Linked DNA regions of Capsicum annuum: region 1 is linked to region 2. Evidence: chromatin contacts called from public Hi-C data. All regions are on one chromosome and are shown on one strand. The core of a region is the stretch at or near the end of the contact, and the rest is flanking DNA. Distances in the headings are between cores, read along the strand shown.

What was found. A called contact is a pair of places that touch in the nucleus more often than the background predicts.
Region 1: a Hi-C map of leaf shows a contact between it and region 2, with 2.5 times the contacts expected there. The contact joins two enhancer-like sites. A contact is called at or near these places in 2 of 5 Hi-C or Micro-C datasets (leaf and placenta).

Annotation. Positions count from the first base shown.
Region 1 is chr12:109,441,025-109,446,058 of UCD10Xv1.1, forward strand. No RefSeq gene overlaps it. Among protein-coding and RNA genes, the nearest start is that of LOC107850900, 52 kb to the right of the region's middle. Within about 2 kb of position 2,562, at least 1 of the 5 cell types and tissues checked has an H3K27ac peak or open chromatin away from gene starts, as enhancers often do.
Region 2 is chr12:109,345,458-109,350,921 of UCD10Xv1.1, forward strand. It overlaps the pseudogene LOC107849084. Among protein-coding and RNA genes, the nearest start is that of LOC107851056, 19 kb to the left of the region's middle. Within about 2 kb of position 3,229, at least 2 of the 5 cell types and tissues checked have an H3K27ac peak or open chromatin away from gene starts, as enhancers often do.

The DNA of each region.
Region 1 (5,034 bases), core at 1,312-3,811, 95 kb after region 2:
TTTCATTGTAAAAAACTCAATTAGAATACCTCAAGAGAAATAAGAATTACTTTCTCTTCTCACTCTACTCTTCTTCTTTATTATTTCATAACACGTTATCAGGATCTCAAATATTTTGCTGAAATTTAATCACATAATAACATCTTTAAAAATTAGATGGTACCACCCCCACAAATTCATGGGATATTTAGTCACGAGGTATATAAAATGTTTACAATTTAGTCACGGGGTAAATGTAGTAAGCCTAATAATATGTCAGGTGAAAAATTGATTGAGGTGTCCATCACAGGTTAGTAATTAAAATTATTTATTTATTTTTGATCTAATATTTTCATCATTACTTGCTATATTGTGTTTAATATGCATTGTAAAATAAATTTTCCTACTCTATAGCAAAGTGTGTGGCAAAAGAAAAGTGACCACCAGAAGTGGCTCTGTTTCATGTTTTTTTGTCCTTAAATTTGCCAACTACAAGAAGTCGAAAAAACATCGCTGGACTTTTGTATCTTGTTGCGCGATTTTTATTTTGTTTTGGTTTATTGTGCTATTTAATTGAGGGCAAGATGGTGAATTTAAGTCTCATCATAATAAGAGGGTAAGACATCGAGTTATAGTCTCGGTACACCTAATACTATATTGAGTTCAAGTCTCATGAATTTATGTCCTAAGATACTAAGAAGTTGAGTTTGAATCTCAATGCACCATATTGATGATATTATGATGGTTAAGGCAAAATAATGTATTTTTGATGAAAAGTCATGATACATGTTCCATTGAATATGCTCTATTCTCTAAAATGAATGTGGTAGCAGTGTAAAATATGTGTGAAAGAAAACAAGTGATTGAATGTACGAATATAAGTGTGAATGGACAATATGATAATAATCATCAAAAGTGATAATATTTTACACGCTTATTATGATTATAAGATATGTTAGGGAAAAAAATTTTATATTAGATGTACGCCTCGATTTGCTCTTGAAATGGCAATATCTTGAAAGAGATTCTATGCTATCATAATTTGATAGGCTTAAGTCATGATTATATTCCATTCCTGGAGAATGAGAATTTCGATTGTTATAAGTACAAATCCATTCCCTAAGGCGAATGTGATAATGTTTAGTAAAACATATCAATATAAATGTGTACTTGATTGTGACGATATCACAACTCACCTCTGAAAGAGGCAAAATAATTGAGAAGCATTATTTTAAAATCTATTTCTGAAGTGGTAAATCTGAAATTTATTCATGTAATAGTAAATCTGAAATCTACTAAAGTAAAAAAGCACATGCCATGATAAACTTGGAGCTTACTAGTATAAAAGTTCATAAGTTGACATGAACGATTGTGATGAACTCATAATCAAAATAAGCTAAGAAATAAAAAAAGTAACCAAAATAGGTCACCTATTTAATAAATTACCGAATTAGGCTAAACATAATAAATTATTACGTTTTCTACTTTTTTCTTAACGGTCAAATAACAGAGTTGACTTTATATAAAACGTAAAAAATTATTATGTTTTACAAATTTATTTGTAAAACGTAATAATTTCTTACGTTTTATCAAAAAAAATATAAAATGTAATATATTTTTATGATTTACACAAAAATCGAAATAAAAAAGTCAGTGTTTTGTCACATCGCCGCTAAAGTTACTTTTCCTAAAAATTGATACATCGTAAGAAAAACTTACGATGTATACTTTCCAGCAAAAATGTTATACTTTCTTCTGATGTGACCTAATTTACTTACATTTTATATTTCACTGCTAGTCCGAATAATTTTTTTTGCTGTAATAAATTTTTACGTTTTACACAAAAAGTTATTTAAAAAAAAAAAAGTATCAATTACCCCATGAACTTAGCACTTCCCTTAAATTTATTCTATATCAAAAAATAGCCACTTCTACACTTAATTATCCAATTTCTCTCTAAAAAAAATTATACTTTTGAGTTTTTTCTTTACTCCAAAATAGTGAAATGTTGAATTTTCGTCTATCAAATATGCTATTATCGAAAAGAATTATATATTTTTTTGTGTTAAAAATATGAAATTAATTTTTCTGATTAGTGTTTCATTGTAGTTTTCGATTAGGATTTTGAGGAGACTCACATACACAAATACGTTTCTTATTATAATTAATAGAGTAAGAAATCACAATTTAATTTAGGGGTGTACAAAAATCATACCGATAAAAATATTATTGATTTATCGTTATTGGGTTAATAATTTTTTAATGATTTTATAAAAAAAAATTATTGTGTTATTTGTTCGATTTCAATTTTTTGATTGATAAACCGATAACCTAATAATATTATACTAAATAATTATTTTACACCCTATATATATATACCACAAACATTAGATTTTTGATACTCCAATAATTTTTGTAAAGATTATACTAATATTTTACACCCTATATATATTTTACATCCTACATATATATAATTATTTACATAAAGTCAATTTTTTTACAATAGTGAAAGTTAAAAGACAAAGAACAAAGAAAGAAAGTGAGGCGGGGGGGAGGGGGGACCACATTTGGTGATGTGAAAGAAAAGGTACAACACAAGAAAATATTACAATTTGCTGGAAAGTATACATCGTAACTTTTTCTTACGATGTATCAATTTTTAGGAAAGTATCTTTAGCGGTGATGTGACAAAATACTGACTTTTTTATTTTGATTTTTATGTAAATCGTAAGAATATATTAGGTTTTATATTTTTCTGATAAAACGTAAAAAATTATTACGTTTTATAAATAAATTTGTAAAACGTAATAATTTATTACGTTTTATAAAAAGTCAACCCCGTTAGTTGATCATTAAGAAAAAAGTAAAAAACGAAATAATTTATTACGTTTAGCCTATTTTGGTAACTTATTAAATAGGTGGCCTATTTTGATCACTTTTTTTGTTTCTTGGTTTTTTTGGTTCTGAGTTCCTATTGTGACATTCCGAAGATGTGCATATTGAGTATTAGACATGTATTAAAGAATTAAAAGATTCTTCAAGAATTGTTTGTGTTGCTTGTTCTCATGATAAATTGGTTGGACCAACTAATATTGGGATTGAATCTCTTATAATTTTAAAAAGTATAAAAGGTGAATATAAGCCCATTCACCTGTTATGTGATCTATTAAGATGCGTCGATATAAGATGATCACTTGTGCATTTATTGTCAATCTGCAGTTTGACATTCATAAAGTTATTTGTTCAATATAAATGAGTTAAGAACATAATTTTCAGATTGTGTAATCAAGACAATCCATCTTGATGATGATGATTTGATATTGAATGCCTTCGATCTATAGCTGAATTATTGCTAATGAGAAAAAAGCTTCATGTATTGGTTTGAAATATGATATATTATATACAAAAGTACTTGTATGCATCAACTAGTAAATCATGATTAATTTTCCCTCAGAGTTTGTTCTAAATCGGAAACCACACATTGTCTATCTAATAATTTTGATGTCTGATATATGATTAATGAATATATCATACTGCACAAAGATGGATTTCTCAAAGAAGATAGAGGATATATGTTAGTTTTCCTAACACAAAGGGGAGATTATAAGGAACTATGAAATATTTTAGAAATTGTCATCAAATCCTCATTCAAAATATAATTCAAGTCAAATGTCAAAAGCATCTCATATTTAAGCTGCAACTGCTCCTATTTGTGCCCCTAAAGGACAAAATCTATGCATGTGTAAAACATGGTAGACCAATCGGGTCCAAATGAAATAATCCTTAAAAAGAATAAGGAGCAAATAATTATTATAAGAAGGCAATATGCTCTTGAAAAATTTACCACATAGCACTTTATGAAACCTTATGAGAGGTTCAGGTACATGAAAATAATGATCTAATGAGATCTCAAAATCTTATGTCGCATTGTGAATCGATAAAAAATAATATATCATTAACGCTATCTTTGATACAATATTGGTGCAATATTGTAAAAGATTATGAAGATCTGAATTCTACATTTATTTAAGCATTTTGAAGTAGAAATATTTATCAAGTGATATAAAAGGATGCATCTTGGTAAGCAAAACACTTATTTGATTTGCAGTCCAGACATTTAAAAATGTCACACATGAAATGCTGAATATTGTCACTTGACAAAGTTTATATAAATTTTTAAGGATTCAAAATGTTTGAAGCATATAAAAATTTCTGAAAAACTTATTTATAATCCTTATATCGCATAAATTTATAACTTGAAAATTATTGAAACTCTTGGAGAGTTTTCAAAAGCGATAGATTATCTGCTCAAAATTGAAATGAGAAATATGCAAAGTTGGATTGGATCCTAAAGTACCATATCTTGTGCAATTGATGCATTTACACATCTTACTACAACTATGAGTATTATATAGTTTTACTTCTACATAAGAATGATGAAGTAGATCACTTGCATATTGCAATTGAAAGTCCTTGTATTAATGTGTTTATGCTAACACATATTGTCAAGTTTTTGAATACACATGATATTCATATGATCGACATAATGGTTCAATACAGACATATTGCCTATTGTCATGAAGGCTCACTGTCATATCATATATACATAACATTTATATTAGGCTAAGATGATAACTATTCATAAAGCAAATGAAGAGTGTATGTGACTAAGGTCAATGATACATCTCATTTAAGAAAAAAGTGGTTTGAAATATGACAAAGTACCTATGATTTTGCATGAAGATAATGTAATATTCATAGCACAACTCAAGGAAGAATTTATTAAAGGAGATAGAATGAAACACATTTTGTCAAATCTTTTCTACATACATGAGATCCAAAAAAATTGTGATATCAACGTGCAATAGATTCGTACGAGTGATCATATGACTAATTTATTCACAAAGTCTCTATCAGTTACAACTTTTGAGAAGATAATGCATAATATTGAAATATGAAGATTCAAGATTGGGAATTGATGTTTTCATCGGGGGAAGAAAGTACGCGTTGTACTTTTTTTTTCCTTCAAGGTTTTGTCCCGCTGAATTTTTCTTA
Region 2 (5,464 bases), core at 1,979-4,478:
GTCAAATTTTGTTAAACGAATCATTTTTTTAATGGGTCTAAGATATTTTAAAATTAATGTTGATTTATTTTAATTAATGACGTATACCTCTAATAAAAGGTCACGTGGTAAAGATATTTTTGAAAACAATTGTTAAAAATAATCACATGGATGAACTGATTTTATAATGGTGATGACACGAATGAGTCATTTTTGATAGTTTAATGATATATTTGAGACATTTTGCTTAATTTTTTGGCTCATTTAATTAATGATGTGGACGAATCATTGTTGACCACGTGTATAAAATGGTTTTGCCAAAAACCACCAAATTAGATTATTAAAAAAAATGACATGAATGAGCCTTTTTTATAACGACAATAACATAAATGAACCAAACTTTAAACGAATAATATAGATAAATCTTTTCTCAAAGCTCACTATATGAATCCCATTCGATTCAGTTTGAGACAATTTCGTTCAAATATTCAGTAATTGTCTTAAACAAGAAAAAAAAATAGAAGAGATAAAAACAACGAAAAGACAAAAAAATTAGAAGAGAGAAAAAACGAAGAAAAGACTTGGAAAGCATTTTCTAATATCAAAAAATCACCCAAAGATAAGCTGTTTGATGAAACATATGAAATGGAAATCAGAAAAAATAACGAAAATGAGAATACAATATTTTTCAATAAACTTCAAAAGTAAAATACAAAGTACTAAAACAAATTGAAACAAAATACTCAAAACAACGATAAACCGTCTAGGGAGAGTAGAGTGTGCGTAAATTTATCCCCATCTTATTAGATAAAGGAGCTATTTTTGAAAGATCCTCAACTCAAATAAAGTAAAAATGCAATATTTATGAAGACATAAGTAACAGTGGCTCAGTAAGAAAACAGAGGGATATGAGACAATAGGTAGTAATAGAAAAATAATAAAAATACGAAAATAAAAAATACCAAAACTAATGCAAATCCTACTAGCCAGAGAGACCCCACGCAAAACTATTAGATTTTATTTTTTTTCATGTAATCAAGAAACGTAAGAACAAATAACCATAAGAACCAATTTGGGTGGACTATATCAATATGAATCCATTCAACTCTGTTGCGTCGGTCTGAGCGAAAAGAAAAAGACTGGTAAAGTATTTTCCAATATCAAGAATCCCAAAAGAGATATGAAATGGGAATACTCATCCAATATCAGTATTTTCCATATATAGATTAAAAACACTTTAAAATGAAAGATCAAGAAATTAAAAAAAAAGGTAGCCTAGTATACTGAAACTCTCGCTATGCATGAGGTGTGGGGAAAGGACCGAACACAAGGATTAATTATAAATAAACTTATCCTATATTTTTGCAAAAGCCTTTACGGATATTGTTTGAAAGCCAAAACAAATAAACGAAAACAGTTAATTATATTGTTTCAGTTCTTCAAGAACCATAATAACAAAACATAATCTTTTCTTTTTTTTGTACCTTAGGAAGTTTGGGAATGTCATTGGAAGGAACATATGAACATGTTCCGGCAGCATAGTACTAAAAGCTATAACGCAAAAGGCATATGTTAACAACTTTCGAAGAATCAACAACTTCCTTTTCAACAGCCTTTTCGTCTTCTCCATATTGGACAAGGAGTATGTTTATCAAGACTAAGTTGACGGCTGATTTTGATTTTTTTTTTTTTTTTTTTTTGGTTTTTCCTTTGGTTTCACGTTGGGTTTGCTAATTATGTACTTCAGTTTGTTACAATTTACATGGGACTTTATTCAGGAATTTGTTACAGCATTTAGAGAGAGAGTATTACTGTTTTCCCACACATTTGATTTTTTTTGTTTTCCATCCGATGTTCGATATTCGCATTGGAGATCGACTAACTTAAATTTGCGTCGAATAGGGCCCATTTGAGGATAGCGCTCCCAACAGAATTTTTTCTATGCTCAGGATTAAACCATCGACCACTGGTTAAGGGTGAAGCAGCTGCACCACCCATATTGGTCCCACACATTGGATTTTGACGGTCAACAAGTTTAGCTTTGATTAAATTTTGCTATATATCTCTTAATTATTTTTAAGTTAGCTAAATATATTATATAAAAATGGTTTTTAAGGAAAATTTAACTTTAAATTACCGTAAAGTTTAGAAGTTTGAATCTTGAAATTTTTAATTATTAACATATAAAATTGGGACAAAGGGAGTAATGGACTTTTTTTTTTTTTTTTTTGAAATTTTATTATTTTATTGAAAAAAAAAACTTTAAAAAAAAGAAATAGAGAAAATTTTTAACTATTAACATATAAAATTGGGACAAAGGAAGTAATGGACTTTTTAATTCTTAAGGGAGTAATGGACTTTTTCATTCTTTTTGAAATTTTATTATTTTATTCAAAAAAAAAAACAAAAACCTAAAAAAAGAAGTGGAGATTTATACCTTTCGTTTCATGTATTGTGCAACTTTGCTTCCTTATTTGTTGCGCATTTTGCTCTAACCTTAAACCATAGTAATTTATGCTTTCATAATAAAGTATTTGTTTTAGGTTTAAAAAATTTGACAGTGAATTTTATAATTTTTAAATTCATCTCCAATCTAGCACCAAATTTTATATCAAATCTTATTTTGGTGTAGAAAATAGAAATTGGTATTTTTCATCTTTAACTCAACACTAAATTTCACACTATTATAGTGTGTGAATAGTGTCACTGTTCATCACCACCAATTACAACTTGATTATTGTATTATTATCTTTTCAAACTCCATCTTATGAAAATATACTAGAAATATTGCTGTTATTGTTATTTTATTATTATTTTTATCATCTAAAACTTTTAATATAACATATTATGAATTGTATTATGTCCCTGATATACATCATTATGTTTTATGTAATAGCTTTATAATATTGATTTTAAATACTAATTTTGATGTATAATTTTTATAAATTAATTTCTGTATATATTATTTACTATATAAATTGATTTTATTATAAATTATAATTGTATAGAAAAATATAACCATCTCAAAACTAAAAAGTGCAAATATATATGTTGTTAATAAATGGCGGTAGATGAAAATTATCAATTTGAATAATTTTTAGTCTGAAATACAAAAATTAAAGACAATTACGCAGTAAATCAATAACATTGGATTGAGTTTTTTGCTAGATTGGTTTGACCTTTCTTCAGCTATAACAGAGAGTAGTCTATTGTTCTGGTTCTATATAGTCTAACCTTGAAAAAAGAAGACTCATTATTTTTAGCCTGATCCAAATGTGGGAGATCTTTATAGTAGCCCTGTCCTTCCGACAAGAGCAGTTACGTCTTTTCTTAAAGCCCTTACTAAACCACTAGGAAGTACTCTACTTTGATATAATCTGAATTTTACCTAAATAAATGTGGTCATTTGAACTTCACAATGCATTAATAAAATATTTATGGGAGCAAAATACTAATCTTGAAAAGTTAAATATTTATGTAGAAATTAAAATAAATTTTATCATAATGTAATATTTATTTAATTGTATTTCATCAATGATTTCACTTTTATTTGAATTAGCATTAATATGAAAAATGTATCATATTTGTTTGCAATTTATATTATTTTTACAAAAATAATTTTATATTAAATGGTTATATAAAAAAATACGAATTTATAGGGTGAATACGAAAAAAAAGAAATAAATGATTTGTTTTATGAAATAAGAAAACAAATGAAATAAATATAAATAATATAATATTAAAAAGAAAGAAGAATATTAAAAAAAATTAGTATGAAATTCAGTGTAGTGCATTGTAGTTGGTTTACACTAAAATGGTCAACACCATTTTAGCGCGAAATTTGGTGTTATAGGTTGGAGATGGCTTTAAAATAATAATGAATATCATAAAAAGAACATTCAAGCTAAATAAGATAAATTTTCATATTGATAAATAAAGTTTTTATCATTATCTCCAAGGTAATGTATTGCAAATAAAGAACCAATATCGTATTAACTAAATTTAATCCTTATTATTATTATTATTATTATTATTATTATTGTTATTATTATTATTGTTGTTGTTGTTGTTGTTATTATTATTATTATTATTATTATTATTATTATTATTATTATTATTATTATGTCTTTTAAAAATATTACACTAAAAATAAGTAATATGTAAAAATACAAAAAAATAAAATTCTAAATTATTATTATTATTGTGTATATTTAAACCCTCTTGTTAGAATTTAATTAGGGCGAAAATCGTTTACACCCCAACTTTACAAAAAAATAAAATTCTAAATTATTATTATTATTGTGTATATTTAAACCCTCTTGTTAGAATTTAATTAGGGCGAAAATCGTTTACACCCCAACTTTACTTTAAAAATTAAACTCCCTCCTCAACTTTGAAAAAAGTTAATTCTCCCCTCCCCCCCCCCACCCCCCTTTCTAATTGAATCTTTTAAATGTCCATTCTACCCTGACATTATCAACTATTATTTATTTTTTAACTTCTTTAAAATAATAATAATAATAATAACAATAATAATAACAACAACAATAACATCATCGAAAAAGGAAAAGTGAGAAATGCAAGATAATGAAAATCCTACCGTGCATCCTACAATGATCTTCACACCTGTGGAGATATAGTCTCAGGTGCGATACAACATATCCAGTGAATCTTCTGCAACTACAGAAGTTACTAGCCTCGTGAGCTTTCAGAAGAGCAGTCCACGTCTAGTAGAAGAAAGCTCAGTGACGTGATAAAGTGTCGCAGTTATGGCTCCGCTGGTACAAAATCTCAGTAGGAGCAGGTAGTTCCTACCTAGCCCGACTCCATAGGCGAGACCCCCACAAGAGTGACCATCCTTATGCAGCCAATATTTGCAAGTGTTGTTGTACCAGACATCAACAACCCATCAACAACAATAACCAACATATTCAAACACAGAATTGGCTCCTAGAACTCACCCAAAATTTCATGAACACAAATCAAATATGCAACCACATTGAAAATGATATTCTAAACTCAATGAAATCGTCATATCACCAAACAAAGATCATTTGAATCAAATGTTGACCAAAGTCAAACATATGTCGTAAACTTTCAACTTCTAACTAACTGCTCAAAATCCATCTGAATTCATCAAAACCTGAATAAAAGATTCTACTAACCCAAAATTTATATAGTGGAGCTAACAAAACTATCAAATTCTCATATGAACTCGTTATCATCAAATTTTGACTCAAGTCAATAATACTAACTTTCATATCTTTCAAACTGAAAAGCTTGCATACTTCTCCATCGACCACCTCAAAAATCTTTTTGTGGGTGAGGGACCAATTCTCCATATTGTTCCTACCCACAATTATGAAAAAAAGTACCTCAAAAATCATGTCTCCCACATACACAGGACACAAGTACCAAAGCAACTACAAAGAGAGGTAAAATTATCAAAATTGAAAAATTACTATGATGGTTGCTATAATACATG